2 separate regions of the Mus musculus genome follow, and region 2 is linked to region 1. The links are chromatin contacts, called in public HiChIP or PLAC-seq maps. All regions are on one chromosome and are shown on one strand. The core of a region is the stretch at or near the end of the contact, and the rest is flanking DNA. Distances in the headings are between cores, read along the strand shown. Region 1 overlaps Arhgef7 (Rho guanine nucleotide exchange factor (GEF7)). Region 2 overlaps Tubgcp3 (tubulin, gamma complex associated protein 3).

What was found. HiChIP or PLAC-seq counts read pairs in DNA pulled down with a chosen protein or histone mark.
Region 2: a contact with region 1 is called in an H3K27ac HiChIP or PLAC-seq map of oligodendrocyte precursor cells, with 12 times the contacts expected there. The contact joins two enhancer-like sites. A contact is called at or near these places in 3 of 115 datasets of contacts at active chromatin or transcription factors (astrocytes, embryonic stem cells and oligodendrocyte precursor cells).

Annotation. Positions count from the first base shown.
Region 1 is chr8:11,769,171-11,773,040 of GRCm38.p6, forward strand. All of the region lies in intron 2 of Arhgef7 (Rho guanine nucleotide exchange factor (GEF7)), which reads left to right. Among named protein-coding and RNA genes, the nearest start is that of Arhgef7, 43 kb to the left of the region's middle. Within about 2 kb of position 1,726, at least 14 of the 459 cell types and tissues checked have an H3K27ac peak or open chromatin away from gene starts, as enhancers often do. A contact at or near this core is called in oligodendrocyte precursor cells, where this site is marked.
Region 2 is chr8:12,642,829-12,646,698 of GRCm38.p6, forward strand. All of the region lies in intron 11 of Tubgcp3 (tubulin, gamma complex associated protein 3), which reads right to left. Among named protein-coding and RNA genes, the nearest start is that of Tubgcp3, 27 kb to the right of the region's middle. Within about 2 kb of position 1,608, at least 11 of the 459 cell types and tissues checked have an H3K27ac peak or open chromatin away from gene starts, as enhancers often do. A contact at or near this core is called in oligodendrocyte precursor cells, where this site is marked.

The sequences.
Region 1 (3,870 bases), core at 476-2,975:
TCCCCCAGAGGCCTTGGGGGAACCCTTAGGGGGCTCATGGGGTGACCAACCAGGGGACTTGGGGTACTTGTCAGAGTCCTTAGGCATCCTTCAAGAACTATGGGGCCCATCCAGGGCCTTAGGTTGTTATTTAAGACAAATAGCAGATGTAGCGTGATTTAAATATTCTGTTGTTACAAATTAATGCTGGAAATTATTAATACACCAGCAGTTAGCTTTTTAGGCAGCTATTTTCAAAATAAAAGACACAAGAGACCTTTAACATTTATCACAAACCTTATAGCATTAGAGCTGGGCAGATGTTGACCTTCTAAGCTGTTTTTTCTGTTTCCCTGTCAAAATTCCTGAGCGATCACTTGCCATATGTCCCTTCAGGCTGCTTCTGCTCCACCAGGCCAGCCCTCATGGTCATATGCTCATGGTCCATGCTACCCCATGGTCCATGCTACCCCATGGTCCATGCTACCCCATGGCTGCTCCTCCTTTCTCCTCCTGGTTCTCTTCATGGCCCTACCAGAGACTCCAAGCCTGGGAACGGAAGCTCCGCTTACCTCTCTGACCAGCAACTTTTATTAATTAACCTATCAGGGATAACTTGCAGGCAAGGTTTACACAACAAAAGCTGGTGTGTGTGTGTGTGTGTGTGTGTGTGTGTGTGTGTGTGTGAATTTGCTTGTCTTGGGCAACCAGATCTTAGGATACAGTATTTAGTATTTGAATGCATAATAGCGCTAGACCATCCCCAACAAGCAGGGGCTGAGTTGTGTGCCCTGTCTGTGTTACCTCAGTCTCTCTCCTCTTCTCTCCCATACATATCTTTATTTCATCCTCAGAACTACAGAATTTTTGTTTGGCCCTTTCAAAGCCTTGCTGCATAAACTGTTGCAGATGAAGTGTAGTAGGATAGTAGCCGTTGTGTCCCTCCCTGTGTCGGATGGTCTATGTGAACTCTGACTTGCATGGGTGCTGTTAGCTTAGTCCTGACATATGGGGGTCAGTTTGAGAGGACAGATGGCTGATAGATGGCTCCGTGCCACCTGCTGGCTGGTACTGACTCCTGGTTTTAGTGCTGGTTTCCTTATGGCGAAGCTCAGTGGAAGGATGCCCAGCTCCTAGAGACTTAGACGAGGTAGAAGTTTCAGAGTTAGAGGACCCTGAGCTGAGCTAGTAGGAATGGTACCCTGCATGTTCCTTCAGTTCTAGGGGAAGAAAAACTGAGGCGGTCCCTGGGCAGCCGCAGGACTGAGGGTCACACACTGTGCATCCATTTTCTCTGGTCTGTATGTTTCTGCTCTGGGGTGATGAAGAATGCCCAGAGCCATTTCAGGTTCTGTGCAGGGGCAAGTTGTTCCATTAGTCCTCACAGTGGGAGGCTTGAGGGATCCTGGGAAGGGCTGTATGTGAAAGTGAAGGAGTCTACAAAGAGCTCTACACTGCCATCCTGGTGTCCAGTGGGTGGACATTGGGCAGTTACTGGCTTGGGGTAGGTTCTGATGTGCCCTTTGAAGAGATGGCGAGGTTGTACCTCTGAGCCGCCAGGTGAGAGTGCAAGTTACAGGCCAGACTGTGGTTGTCACCTGCTGCGAGCTGGGTGGCTTGTATGGACTGACTCATTTGACCATGTGGGTCTGGGAAGCTTGCTGGGAAACCCTTTCTTAGTCTCAGTGCCCCAGGGCCAGAGCAGGAAGAGGAGCAGACGCTGTACGTGAAGTGTGCTTTACCCTGCCTACAGTTGTTCTGTATCAAGGGTGCTTTATCCTCCGTTCACAGTTGGCCAGACAGTGGGAAAGGCATCACTGACATTTGTGCTTTTATTTTCTCCCCAGTCCTTGTGGACAATGAAACAGTGACAGTCATGACAGATGAGTGGCTGTGGAATGAAGGTTGAGATGCACAGGCCTGGCCGAGAGTGGTGGGAGAGAGGGAGGGACTGCTGTTGCACTCTGTGTGCAGGAATCTTGCCTGCAGTTACTCACACAGTGCTGGGGATGGGACCCAGAGCTTTGCACCAGCTGGGTAGATGCCGTGTCGCTGAATTAGGTGCTCGCCCCCTCCTATGTCTAGTGAAACAGGTTTCTTTCTGGCTGTCCTTTAGCCATCTTTCTGATTTCTTTTGAAAACAGATCCAGAAATAGAGGCCATTGTCTGCTTGGATGTTACATTCCTCTCTTCTCTTGACGCTGTTTGTCCTGCATCTTTGTGTCTTTGAGAACCCTTTGCATTCTGGGAACCAGCAGAGGACAGGTTCCTACTGAATAAGTAAAACAAAACCCAAGCCTTTGCACTGTGTTTGGATGTGAAGTCTATATATACTGAGTATGTGTTAAAAGTAAAATTACCCAGAATATGTATTTCTGCCTAAATTTATATTAGGCTTTATTGGTGTTTTCTCTCGTAACTGTTCCTTCTTCCATGGTGTGCCTTTGATTCCGGGGGCCTGTACTACTCTGCTTCCTGGGGAATGATCCTCTTATTCCTCTGGACGGACTTACAGGGAAGGGGGCTCATGCCCTCCTGGGCTTCAGTGTGGGAGCATTGCAGACACACTCTCAGGTCTTGGAAACAGCTGATGAGTTTGGTATTTGGAGCTGGCCAGCTCATCTGTTGAACTTTGATTTGCTGAGGGCATGGATGGCACCTGTTACCCAGTCGGGGAGGGAACAGCTGACTTCCCAGGAGAACAGAAGATGGGAAGTCTTGGTAGCCAAGAGCAGGTATGAGAAACAACGTCTCTCCAGCCATAGTCCCACAGATCTGAGCCTACCTGCCTACGGTTGTGTAGATCGTAGGGCTGTGAACTTTGAAGTTGAGTCTCTGGGGAGGGCCATTGGGCCTTTTAAGATTGCTCACTGCTGCCTGTAGCTGGAGAATGGCTGCTTTCGTTTCCCTACCTCAAGGTTAGGGTGGTGAGTGGGTTCTAGAGAGCTTCCTGACCTGTTCTCCCGGGAGTGTTTCTTATATGGGAAACTGTGTGGAAGGCCACCATAGAAAACACCCTGGGTCCAGGACTGATACTTCTCATTGAGTTTTATCTGTGCAAGTCTTTACATGTTTGTTTAAATTGCATTTTGCTAAGCATTTAAACTACCTTATAGACCTGGTGGTACTTCTGAATGCTTCAGTGCCTGTGTTAACGTACAGTTAGATGCTAGCTTTCATACTTTCCCAAGGCACTTAGCATTGAAATCTGTTATTTCCTGTTTAGCCCATGTTCAGATGTGAGTTCTCAGATGGCGAGCAGCTTTCCTGTTCTGAGGAGTCCGAGCGAGCGAGCGGAGTCATGCCTCATTCACTCTGTCACGCCTCTCCAGAGACTTCTGACTAGGATCTGTTCCTCACCTCTATCACTTATGACTTAGAATTGCTAATTTTTATTCTTTGCAAATTTACATATAAATGTAGTGTATTCTGACTGTGTCCTCCCGTTTACCCCCTCTTCCCCTTTCCCTCCCACTGAATCTTGTCTTTCCAGCAAGTCCCTAGCCTTCTTCATGTCTTTGCCCTGTGACCCACTGTGTTTAACTAGGGATGCCTGCATAAGTGTAAGTGGGGAGTTAGGTGGGCAGGGGTGACTTACATTGACCAAAGTATCACATGAGCAGGGGTGACTTGTACTGTAACCTGCCCTCCCCTGGCAGCCATTACTGCCCACAACTCCTCCAGGAGGGCTGGGCCTGTATGCAACCCCACCCCCCCATTATGGAGTGTCAATGGTCCCAGTCTTGTACACATAGCTGCTTACTGTGAGTTCCTGGATGTAGACAGCCATGTCATGTCAGGCGATGTGCTTCACAGCACTCCTCCTTCTGTAGTGTCCTGGGCCTTGGGAGGAATGCAGAGCTTCTGTTCAGGGCTGAGCATTCACGATGA
Region 2 (3,870 bases), core at 358-2,857, 870 kb after region 1:
AAGAACTTGAAGACAAATACTAATCTTTTCAGGAAAAACAAGATGCAAGTTTACATTTACAAATATAGGACATAGTAATAGCTAGTCAGGATTTCAAAGAAACTTTATAATAAGAACTTGATGAAGAATAACTTAATGTCAGAAAGTGACACTCATCATTTACTTCCAAGAAAAGCTGAGGAATGACGTGGCACACACGCAGCACAGCTGAAACTAAGCACACACAGTATACTCACTCATGATCAGACGTCTAACTCTCTCTGCCAGATCTGCACAGACAATCAAAACCTTTAAACTGCACAAATGTGTAACTCGGAAAAGCTTTAATAATTGATACCAGCTAAACATTTTGCTGGTTTTGTTGTTTTAGATAGCATCACTCTCTCAGAGTGGTTACCACGTGTTCTGCAGAAATCCACTGCGAGATGCCTGTCAGTTACAATGAGGTCTCACCCATGTTTTTGAAGGCCAAGCTTTTGAATGCTGACATTCTTGTGACCAGAAAGAAGGGATCATTTGTTACTAACTAACTAATCTAACTTATACTCTTGTTCTATGCTACCTTTCCAACTTAAAATATATAACAAAGGCAGTTTGAGGAAACAGACACTGTTATCATGCAGCTATCATGCAGCACATACTGAGAGAAACAAGAAAATGCTATAAACCCACCATAAGCATCTCCCTGGTTACCTCACTGTGCCACAACTGCCCTTTGGCTTGCCATTCAACAGATTTAGATTAATTGCATATAAATTATATTCCTCTGTTATTCACTTAACCACAAGAGCTAGTTTATATAGACAGAACACCAATTTATCCTGATAGTTTGCAGCTGGGTTTCTATCAGTGTGAACAATAAGAAATTTTAATTTAAATTATTAAAAACCTCCCAGACAATTCAGTAATCTTTGGAAGTCACAAACACAGTGTTTCATCTGGGGCACAGGAGCGTGCAATCAGTCTACGAGCAGCTAGTGGTGAGCACAAAGGGTGTGCTCATCTTTAGAGTATAATGCCCCCTGTGAGATATACATGTGGCAGAGGAAAACCAAGGTCATAGTATAATTGCAATGAGCCTGCACTGTATTGATGCATTCCCCCTCAAGGTCCTTCAATTTCTACCATTATGTCAATCACAGAAAGAATCTAGGCAAAAAAATAAAACGTCATTGTACCGATTTCTCATTAACTGCTAGACAACCGTGCACTCCCCGCCCTACAACAGGAGCAGAGGGGAGATGTCCTTAGCATGCAGCTTAGTGTCTAGGAATGAGATCTGTCAGCAGAGCAGACGCTCCCACAGCTCCTCCCTGCAACAGCACCCGGACTCCAGCTTAGTGCCTAAAATGCTCACAGCCCTTCAAAGGGCGGAGTCCAGTCAGCTTCCTTATACCACGAAGGTCGTGGACCAGGTAAACACTCACTTTACAGTTTTCAAAGGGCACTGGGCTGGAGCTGCGCTGGCTAAATTCATCCCTAAGTATTTCAGGATATGAGTATAGCTGCTTTCTTTATTTTCTATTGGCAGCATTTACTGAGCATAGAGGAACAAGGGGTTTTTGTCCCTGCCTGGCAGTCCGCTAGTCTGAGAACTTAGTGCAATGCGCAGGTGCACCCCCTTCCCGACTATCTCTATACAGTGCACACTGGGCTTTCTTTCTGTTAAGATCATGTCATCTAGGATGGGCTAAGCGTACTTCTTCCTGGTTTTTCTACCAGATTGGACTCCTCTCCGTTCCTGTCTTGCCAGCGTGAGCACACTGCTGAGAAGGAGAGATAACAGTGTAACGTTGTCTCCTTCTTCATCCAGAGACAAGGCGGACTGCCTCTCACCAGTCACAGACAGTAGCTGTCCCAAAGCTTGAGATCCTTTCTGGTGAAGGTTACAGTATTTTAACACTGAATTGTGCTAAATGTCAACAGACAATTCTTACCAACAAAGTAGACTGTGTCCCTAAACTCTTATCATGCCAACCACGATGGTAGACTATGGTCCACACCTATGTGATTCCTGGGATAAAACCCCTTTTGATAACAATGTTTTCAATATGTGGAATTCTAAATTTTGCTTCCTAGTATTAACTGGGGGCTTTCCACATCTACAGTCCTAAGAGAAGTGGTCACACATTTGTCTCGTGTGCTACTACAATGACCTCATAAGATGAACTTAAATGTTCCTTCCTGTTGTACTTTGTTAAGTTTGAGAAGGCTTGGTGGCGACTCTGTAGCTGTCTGGTTAGAACTATCTCACCACGGCCTTGCCTCACAAATTATCTTAACTGCTGACAGATCCACTGACCTGCCGGAGGCCTCAGCACGGCCCTGCTTCTTCATGAATCTGCAGGCTGGGAACTCTCACGGTTTACTTAACAGGAACCTCTCTCTTTTTTCTCCATTTCTGCAAGACACTCTCAATGGTGGCAGAATTCCCAGTGGTGTTACGCTAAGCACCCACCACCTGCTGGCCTTCTCGTGAAAGGGCAGTTGCTGAAGTTCTCATCTGCTGCTGTGGGACTTTCCCCGACTTTGGCTCTCTGCAGTTCTGCTAGGACATGTCTCCTTGTACTTGCTAAAGCAGCACAAGAAAGGAAGGAGCTAGAGAAAGCACCCAAGGAGCTGAAGGGGTCCGCAACCCTATAGGTGGAACAACAATATGAACCAACCAGTACCCCCAGAGCTTGTGTCTCTAGCTGCATATGGAGCAGAAGATGGCCTAGTCGGCCATCATTGGGAAGAGAGGCCCCTTGCTCTTTCAAACTTTATATGCCCCAGTACAGGGGACCGCCAGGGCCAGGAAGCAGGAGTGGGTGGGTTGGGGAGCAGGGTGGGGGAGGGTATAGGGAACTTTTGGGATAGCATTTGAAATGTAAATGAAGAAAATAGCCAATAAAAAAAGAAGAAGAAAAGGCAGGCAGGCTTACTCGGTCTCATGTTTCGTAGGCTGCATCTACAGTAGGGAAGGAGGCAGAGCAGAGAATGCTGCCTCCACTGGCTCTCTGTCCTCTCTAGTTGAGCCTGCATCCCCAGCCGGCCTCTGGGATGCTGCTACATCCCAGGTAGGTGTAGCCTCCTAACTAATCCCCGCTGGGCTCTTTTGCTCAGGCACAGTCAGGTGCCTGGGCTTTACCAGGCGCTTCTCAGGCTACCCAGGCTGACTGCCAACACTGACCACAGGAGTCAGTTCTTTTTCAGCTCACAGTATCTTCTTGGCTTCCCTATCCAGTTTCTCTTCACCCGTATTTACACCTTCCAATGGCTGAAGAAGCATTTCCCTCTGCAGATACTCCACAAACTACTCACTTAGAGCCACCGAGATAGCACTTGAAAAAATTAAATTTCACAATCAAATCCTAACTGACTTTGGCCAAGCTGAGGAAGAATTAACCTATTGTAGGACTATAGAGGCAAAATCCTCAAATGTTTATTACACAGAAAAGTCAAATACACAATGTAATGCTCTAAGCTACTAAATGTGTACAGTAAATCTACTACTTGCAGTTAAAGATAACCTTCCCAAATGTGACTTAAAACGTAAATGAAAACTATTCATAGAGTTCACCATGAAGGACATCAGGGACAGGAAACATCCACAAGTCACACAGTGTTCTAGACTGAACCAGCTTGGGCAAACCTTGCCCTTGCTGCTCGTCTCACTCGAGACTCACTTGCTCACAGCGAGCCCTGGACTCGCCCAGGCTTCGTGTAGATCCAGGAGGGAGGGAAGGCTGAGTGAGGCAGACCCAGCAGCAATGAAGCAGGTCTAAGTCACTGCAGTTAACTGCAGCCCTCAGCAAAGAATGCTCTGCACCTAACCTCACAGAGAACTATTTACCAGTCAGTCATCATCACCAGCAAAAGGAGCAAGGA